3 separate regions of the Gossypium hirsutum genome follow, and regions 1 and 3 are each linked to region 2. A link is a contact called in public Hi-C data. All regions are on one chromosome and are shown on one strand. Each heading gives the region's core, a stretch centred on a gene start, on an enhancer-like site or on the middle of the called end of the contact. The rest is flanking DNA. Distances are from core to core; before and after follow the strand shown.

What was found. Hi-C and Micro-C count contacts between places; a contact is called where the count stands out from the background.
Region 1: a contact with region 2 is called in a Hi-C map of leaf, with 2.7 times the contacts expected there. The contact joins the promoter of LOC107948228 here to the promoter of LOC107948473 in region 2. A contact is called at or near these places in 2 of 34 Hi-C or Micro-C datasets (both in leaf).
Region 3: a Hi-C map of leaf shows a contact between it and region 2, with 2.4 times the contacts expected there. The contact joins the promoter of LOC107948232 here to the promoter of LOC107948473 in region 2. A contact is called at or near these places in 3 of 34 Hi-C or Micro-C datasets (callus and leaf).

The regions. Positions count from the first base shown.
Region 1 is chrA04:21,692,814-21,695,623 of Gossypium_hirsutum_v2.1, reverse strand. LOC107948228 (54S ribosomal protein L17, mitochondrial) reads left to right here and starts at 1,284. Exons shown (of 9, transcript XM_041111035.1): 1 at 1,284-1,463; 2 at 1,796-1,896.
Region 2 is chrA04:20,868,065-20,870,764 of Gossypium_hirsutum_v2.1, reverse strand. LOC107948473 (F-box/kelch-repeat protein At2g44130) reads left to right here and starts at 1,320. Exons shown (of 2, transcript XM_016883030.2): 1 at 1,320-1,491; 2 at 1,677-2,586. The coding sequence starts at 1,707. The coding sequence ends at 2,360.
Region 3 is chrA04:21,487,413-21,490,134 of Gossypium_hirsutum_v2.1, reverse strand. It overlaps LOC107948232 (carbon catabolite repressor protein 4 homolog 1), which reads right to left and starts at 1,380. Exons shown (of 12, transcript XM_016882708.2): 1 at 747-1,380. The coding sequence starts at 904.

The DNA of each region.
Region 1 (2,810 bases), core at 35-2,534, 820 kb before region 2:
GAGCATATGATGTATCGTTGTAAAGGTCTCATGGAGTAAAATATGAAACCATAATTTTATGATTCAACTCTCCACCTTTACCTATTGAGAATATGCCTCAAAGTTCCCATAAAATGCAATTTTTCCAACATCATTTTTTTTTCTAAATTTTTTAGCGAAACCTCTCATTTAAGACGTCATCTAAATAGTTGTTTGAAAAAAATTAATAAGGACATCATTCATTCAATACACCATAGCCACTCAACCATCTTTAGGAGGTGGTTCATCTATAAAAACCTATAAGTTTGATGCTGATGCTGATGAGTGTCATCAAGTTATTTCTACTTTTCTTGTGTGTGGCAAGCATTCATTTAGAATAGTTCAAGAACTGAGATTTAGATACATGATGAGTATTGTTAATCCTAATTTTAATACAATAAAACATTTATTATATTTATGTTAATATTTTTAAAATATAAATATTTTTTAATGAGTTACAAAACATTTATTTTAGCATTTTTAGTGCATTTAGTATATTATATATATTTTAAAAAATATTTTTAAATAAAAACTAATCTAAAATAATCAAATATGAGCAAGCCGGATCGGTTCGAGTTTACCTTTTTTAAATCAAATCGGATTTGGATAAAAATGTAAGCCCATTTTCTAGACCGATTAGACTTGAATTAAAAAATTGATCTAAATACATTGTATGGATCTAGCCCAAATTTGATCCAGCCCGATGACCTAAGTTTTAACACTTTTTAGATGAATTAATGTAGTAGACTGATGTGATCATTGGGTACATGTCGATAACATCTAGAAGAAATTATACTGATGTGTTGATTACCATATTATGTTATCCCGGAATTTGACATGTTTTTTAAACTATAATTTATTGATATATTATATATTTTAAATTTTTTATATAAAAATAATTTAAAAAATTTAATATGAACATGCCAAGTCAGATTCGAATTTAGCATTTTTAATTTAGGCTAGATTTAGATAAAATTTTAAGCTTATTTTTTAAATTAAGTTGGACAGTTACCAATCACAAAAATAATAATAATAATGATAGACATTAATGGTGATAATATTAATGGCAAGAACATTAACAAAAACAAATTAATAAAACAATTTCCAAGGGAAGTTAATATAACTATACATATGTTGGCTGGAATGATAAAAATTTTCCTTTATGATCCGATAATGTTTAGGAACTCCAAAAGCGATCATGGAATATTTACAGCTAGATGATCGGTTTATTTATATTTACACTGGAATAATATTGTAATTGTTTTCAATTTTTATCTACCAAAAAGAAAAATGAAGGCAATGAAGTTAAAGTAAGAAAATAATACCCACATACTGGAACCGCGTTGATTAGAAACTACAAGATTTCGGCCGCTCCTGAACCTTCTAAAATCTTGGTCTTTTCCCTTTCTATCGTTTTATTCACTTAAATGAAGATAAATTAAAGGGTAAATTTAAAAATAATTATTTTTGTTTAATTTAGATTATATTTTAGTTATTTATATTATGGTAAAACATAATGTGAAGTAAATAAAAATGAACAAAATCTTTCACTTCTCTGTCAAACTGAACCTTCTGCAAAGCTAACCAAGAGAAGGAGCCTTCTCTTTTGTTTTGAAACCCTAGCCGCCGTGAGCTTTCATCGCCATCAAAATGTCGTCAAGGGTTGTCTCCAACTGTCAACCCTTTTAAGTCGCCCCTCTATTTCTCCTTTTTCAAAACCTTCGATTCGATTTGATTTTGGATTCAAGGCCCTTTCTGTTAAGTTCTTTTTCTCCAGTTCGTTTTTTTCAGGTCACCAAGTGCTCGACGATATTACTCAACGAACAAAACTAGAAGCTGATCATTTTACTCTCTTGATCGGATCACCAACTTTCTTCGGTAAGAGCCTGCTTAATTGGATATGATCTAATATATTATTAAACCAGTAAAAAACTTGAACGATTTAAAATGTGTACTTAAAGATAAATTGCATGATTTAGCTTTTATATGACTGTTTCGGATTAAAAATCGAGTTGATTCTATTAACTCAATTCAAATAATTTGAAATTCGATTTTTTTTCGAATTTTTCGAGTGGAATCGAATTCAATATTAAATTGAAATATGCAGGCAGGGGCCGAAGGGCTTGATTTGTTCTTTTTTACTCTGTCTTTAGTTAATTTGTTCTTTCTAACTTGTAGATATTTCCATGAATTAAAAAAATTATTAATTTTCTGAGCAAAAAGGCTAATAATACCAAGGCATACATCTTTTGCATGGTACATTATTTTAGTTTCTGAAACATAGATTTTGTCAATAGAAACTCAGTAAACTGGTTTTCCCTATACTCAGGTGGGATGCGAAAATGCTAAAAATACACAATTAAAAGCTTGAATATTCAAGATTTTTCTCGAGATGGTTTAATCTGTCAATACTTTTGCAAATTTTGATATGTCTCTATACAAGTAAACATCAAGAGTGAGTTCCTTTTTTATTCCGTTTTTATTTGCATGCATGTGCTTGTGCTTGTGCTTGACCAAGTATCATTTGAAATAAAGATTGACCATTTATGAACTTTGATTTCAGTAATCTCAATAAACCATAGATTGTTTTATTCCTTTTTTATTTACATGCATGTGCTTGTGCATGATCAAGTATCATTAAAAGTCTCTATGCACGATAACTTTGATAAGTCAGATTGTTAATGAACCCTGATCTGCTGCTTTAGAATATTTCTATCTCCATAGATTATTGGGTTCTCCTTGCCTAATTTGTAATTTCCTTGCTTGATGTTGAATATTTAAGATATATGGTC
Region 2 (2,700 bases), core at 71-2,570:
ATTTAACACCTTTAGCTATCAATTTAAGACTTTTACACTTTATGCGATTTAGTCCTTTTTCACAATTGGGCTCATAAACGCTAAAATTAATTCACCAAATTTTTCATGCACTAAAATAACCATGCTATGACTCTATTTTGATAATAAAATAATTTCTCTAACTTCGAATTTGTGGTCCCGAGACCACTATTCTGACTAGCCCCAAAATCGGGCTGCTACAAAAGTGAATAAGTTCAATCATAGTTGAACTCTCTAAGCTCTCTCTATATAAAAAGAAAACTGAGTAATTATTTTTCACACATTTGAATTCAAGAGAAAGTTGTAGAGAAAATTTTCAAAAGAAGTTATTTTAGAAAATTTCTGGTGATATTTTTTTATTTACAAATTGATTCAAAAGTTTAGAGAAATTGTGAAATTACCCTACTGGTAAGTTTTGTTAAATTTTTTTTGATTCGAAGCGAGCCCACACTCAACAGACATGAGTTTGAGGATAGCGGAGAAGACTACTAGGTTGAAGCGCTCATCCTAGATGAATCGAAATGTACAATTTTGATTAAGTGTTTATTACTTTAGATATCATAACCAAGACATTATTTTGAAAAAAAATTAAAAAATCTATTTTCTCTAAATTTATTTTCTGTTACGTTTTACAAACCTGTTTTTTCCAACACACGTTATGCTAATGTACAAAGACTTTTTTTAATAGTAAAAAATATATATTTTTTAATAAAATGACCAATTAACTATTTGATCTAATGTATAAATATTAATTTACCTAGGGGTGAAGCTAGAACAATTTTGTAGGGGGACTGAAAGAAATTTTAATTTTTTATAATTTTTAAAGGATTAAGTCAAATTTTTATAATTTTAGGAGGTTACAGGGTAATTTTACTTTTACTAATTTAAAATTTTTAAAAAAATTAAAGGATTTAAATAAAAAATTTTCAAGCCAACACTTAGATTTACCTCTAAATTTACCTATTTTTTTAATTGAGAGAACAAAAAAGAATTAAATTAATAATGAAAAATCTTCATGATACCTTTATCTCTTCTGCGTAAAGAATTAAGCTTAAATCTTCTTCCCTACATATAATTATAATTATGGTCATAATTGATAATATTAATTCAGAAATTGCAATGTAAATGATGAAAATATAATAAGCGATAATGCATATAAAAAAGTAAACAATAACCAAAAAAGAGAATAAAGAGGACCCACTGATGAGTTGTATCCAAGCTTATCCATATCACTATCTCAGTCAACTCTTTTTCCCCTCCTTCTCTATCCATATATTCACCCATTTTTTGTTCTTTGGATAATAATATGTCATTTTATTATATTATTCAACGAGTGCTTCCCTGGTTTACCAGAGGAAATCGGAAACGAGTGCTTGACTTGGTTTCATTATTCAACTCACAGACTCGCAGTTCGGGTTTGTCGACGATGGCAAGAGCTTCTCCAAAGCAAAGAGTTTTACTATCACAGAAAGCGTAACGGATATACCCAAAAAGCAGCTTGCTTGATTCTGTTACTTAAGTGCGACTCCGATCCTGATGGGTCCAAACCAGTTGGTCCCCCAAGATATGGGATCACCGTGTTTGAACCCGTAAGTGGAACCTGGGGTCGACTTGACCCGGTCCCTAAGTACCCTAATGGGCTTCCTTTGTTTTGTCAGATAACGAGTTGTGAAGGAAAGATTTTAGTGATGGGAGGGTGGGACCCAACGAACTACGAGGCAGTGCGGGACATGTTCATATACGAGTTCACAACTCAGAGGTGGAGACAAGGGAAGCAGATGTCGGAAACTCGATCCTTCTTTGCAGCTGGTGAGTTGGACGGACGCATTATCGTAGCGGGTGGTCACGATGAGCACAAGAACGCTTTAAGAACAGCGTGGGAATATGATGCAAGGATGTTTGAGTGGAAAGAGTTAAAACCGATGAGCGAGGAGCGAGACGAGTGTCAAGGGGTGGGGATTGGGTCGGAATTCTGGGTGGTGAGTGGATATTGTACGGACAATCAAGGACAATTCGAGGGGAGCGCCGAGGTAATGGAGTTAGAGACAGGTCAATGGGCCAGAGTAGAGGAGGCTTGGAAGGCTAGCCAGTGCCCAAGGTCTTGTGTCGGAGTTGGAAAAGAGAAGCAGCTCTTCAGCTGGGCAGACTGTGATTCGGCAATACGAGCTGGTGTTTGCTCGGTCCCCTTGGGAGAGTGGACATTTGTGTCTGGATCAGCTCATCAGGGTGGTCCAACAGGGTTCTTTTTGGTTGATCAACAAACTGGAAAGTTCAACACCATAGACGGAATTTCACAACAGGTTTCTGGCTTCATACAATCCGGTTGTTGTGTAGATATCTAAGCGAAGCTGCCGTGTTCAGTCCTTTGGTGAGCAAAAGCTCACAGTAACATGTGGATATAGTAAAATATAGCATGGATTAGGCAAGAGTATAGCATTTGTTATCATCACCGCATCAAGGAAATCTAGCGGCATCATGATAAGAGTGTATTTCTTATTTCTGTATTAAATTTCGTGACATGAATCTGTACATTACCCTTGCCTTGTCTGTATATACTTTCTTCTTCCACTTCGGTTTTTGATTTTATGAACCGCAAAGATTAATGGAGGATCCAATGGATTTCTCCATTTCAAGCAGAAACTATAGTAACAACTTGCATTATATGGCATGATGCCACCACAT
Region 3 (2,722 bases), core at 131-2,630, 620 kb before region 2:
ATCTTGACTCAAGCAGCGAAAACTAAATCCAAGTAAAACCAAACAAAATGGCATGAAACTCAATGCCAGAATCAGACTCAAGAAACTACTTCTTGATACTTCAAGAATTTAAAAAATAAACACATCACTAAACAAACAAGATAATCCAGAACACGGAGTAACAAAAACAGATTGCAATCCAGTAAAAAGCAACCACACTATCTCCAAATGCACAGGTAGAAAAACTCAACTTATAGACCTCAATTCCACGCATCCCTTACGGAAAAACTCGACAATGTCACATATACTGTATTTACTAAAAACAGTCATATATATCAAACCCAAAAACCAAACTCAAACCCCCATTGATCAAAATGAGAACTACACAAAGGCCAAAACACCAAAAAGTAAAAAAAGAAAAAGGAATGAAACATAGAATCTAAGAAATTGTCTTATAATGCAAACACTTGCCACCTACAAAAAGCAGTTCACACATTTAGTAAAAAGCAATCAAATAATAACACACCCAAAAGAACTAGCTCAAAATCCAATTGGCCAACATGACAACTAACCAAAATACATAAACCAAGAAATAAATAAATAAATAAATAAATAAATAATAAAGAGTTTAATTGTTAATTAGACATAAAAAATTTCATACCACTTGAAAAGTTAAATGAAATTAGCCTAGCCATTGGCATAACCCCCGCAACCAACCAATAAAAAACCTAAAAGATAGATTCTTCAACGGATTTAAAAACACTTACCACTTATACCTCAAGAAGTGGCCATCAAGAGGGGCCGACTCAGGCACATCATCGGTTGTAACGGTCTTGTCAGGTCGGCGTAAGAGCACGTAAGGCGTGAGCTCGCAGCCAACAATTGGTATATCAGAAGGGAGGTGCACACGTAGCACGCTCAGCATGCTTTAACTTCTCGGGCTTCCTTGGTCGGTCACAGTTCGCAACGGTCACCACTTGGTAAACCTATCAAATCCAATCCTACACTAGCAAGAGCAGCAGAGCAAGAAATGACCTCGAAATGATGCGCAATCTCATCGAGGCGGAATCCAGGCGGATCCGCCATTTACTTGACCCGAAAACCCGCCAGCCTTGACAATCGTCCTCCTTTTCTTTTTCTTTCTTTTTTTCCGATTAAACAAACCCTAGAAGACTTGTTGATTAATCCCAAATACAAACATGCAAGAACCAAGAACAGATCTTGTAACGGTATTTAGGGTTTTGAAATAGAGAATGATTGAAGGAATGAATCGAAGAAGAGATATAGAGAAAGAAAGGGGGGAAATGAGGGGAACGAATGATAGTTAGGGTTTTACAGAGGACGTGAAAAAGGAAAGTCTTTATTTATGATATCTGTATATTATTTATAGAGAGAAATAATTTTTTTCAAGGATAAAAATTAATACATTTGTAATCTTTCCAGCGATATATCCATATAAAATTGACGTAATTTTAACTTTAATATTTATTCTTAAAAAAATTAAAATTAAGGCAACACATGTCTATTCATCTAAAGGAAAGTTTAGGTGAAAAAGTCCATAAATTGATTGTGCTAAGTAAATCCAATCGATTTAATTAATTTATATGGTAGGATAATCGGTTTAAGTTTTTTGTGTGGTGTACTTTTGGTATTCAATTTTCAAATTAATTTAAATTTAAATAAAAAATTTAATTCAAAAACTACTCTTTAGTCTAGACTTGTCCAAAGGTCCTATAAATCTCACTCGACTAGGATTAAGTTTAAATAAATATTTTCACACCTTGGGTCCACTTGCCCTGAGTTCAATTTCAACAATGAAAAATATTTTTAAATTTAAATTTAATTATAAAAATATATAAAATATCAATTAAAATATAATTTTTATCATTTTATTATTTTTTAAATGGTAAAATGGGCTTTTTGAGTAGACCAAGCTTGGCCGAAAACGAGTCTGGACTTGAAAAGTTTTTTGGAATCGGGTCTCTACCTAACCCATGGATACCTCTACCGTAACCCTACCCCAATAAGGGATGGCAACGGTGTGAGGCAAGATGAATTATCTCAACCCCAACCCGAAGTTTGACCAATTTGCCCCGACCCAATCCCAAGTCTTAAGAAAAAACTCACCCTAAGCCCAAACTCAAAATTTAATAAAATGCCTAACTGCATCTCGATCCGACCTGAAATTAATTTAATTATTTTATTTTTTATTTAGAAGCATATAAGAATAATTTTTTAATTTAGACTTAAATATTAATATATTTTTTTATATATGTATTTTATTGAAAGAAAATATTTAATATATGTATATATTAGGGGCAATTTTTTGAAAATATCCCAGGGCAAGGCAAAGCGGATTTACCTCTCTTGACAGACTATTTTTATAGTTTCACCCGTCTGAATCCTATTTCTCAAAAAAAAAAATCCGACCCTCATGGATCGGGTTGGGCCGAAACCTATCAAATTCAAATTTTTTTGCCATCTTTAATCACTGCCCTTAAATAGGAATATAAGTGCGCTTCAATATGCTTAAACCCATTTTCTCTTGTACCGGCAACAATGACGATGCCAACCGAGTTCAAACTCAATCAACAAAAATAATTTAATTAAATTCAACTAATTTTAAAAGAATTCGATTGGTGATTAAATCAACTGCATTATCAATTTTCAATTCACCCAATTTAACTAGTTAAACCATCTATTCAATAAAGGATAAATCCCAAAAATATACATAAACTATGGT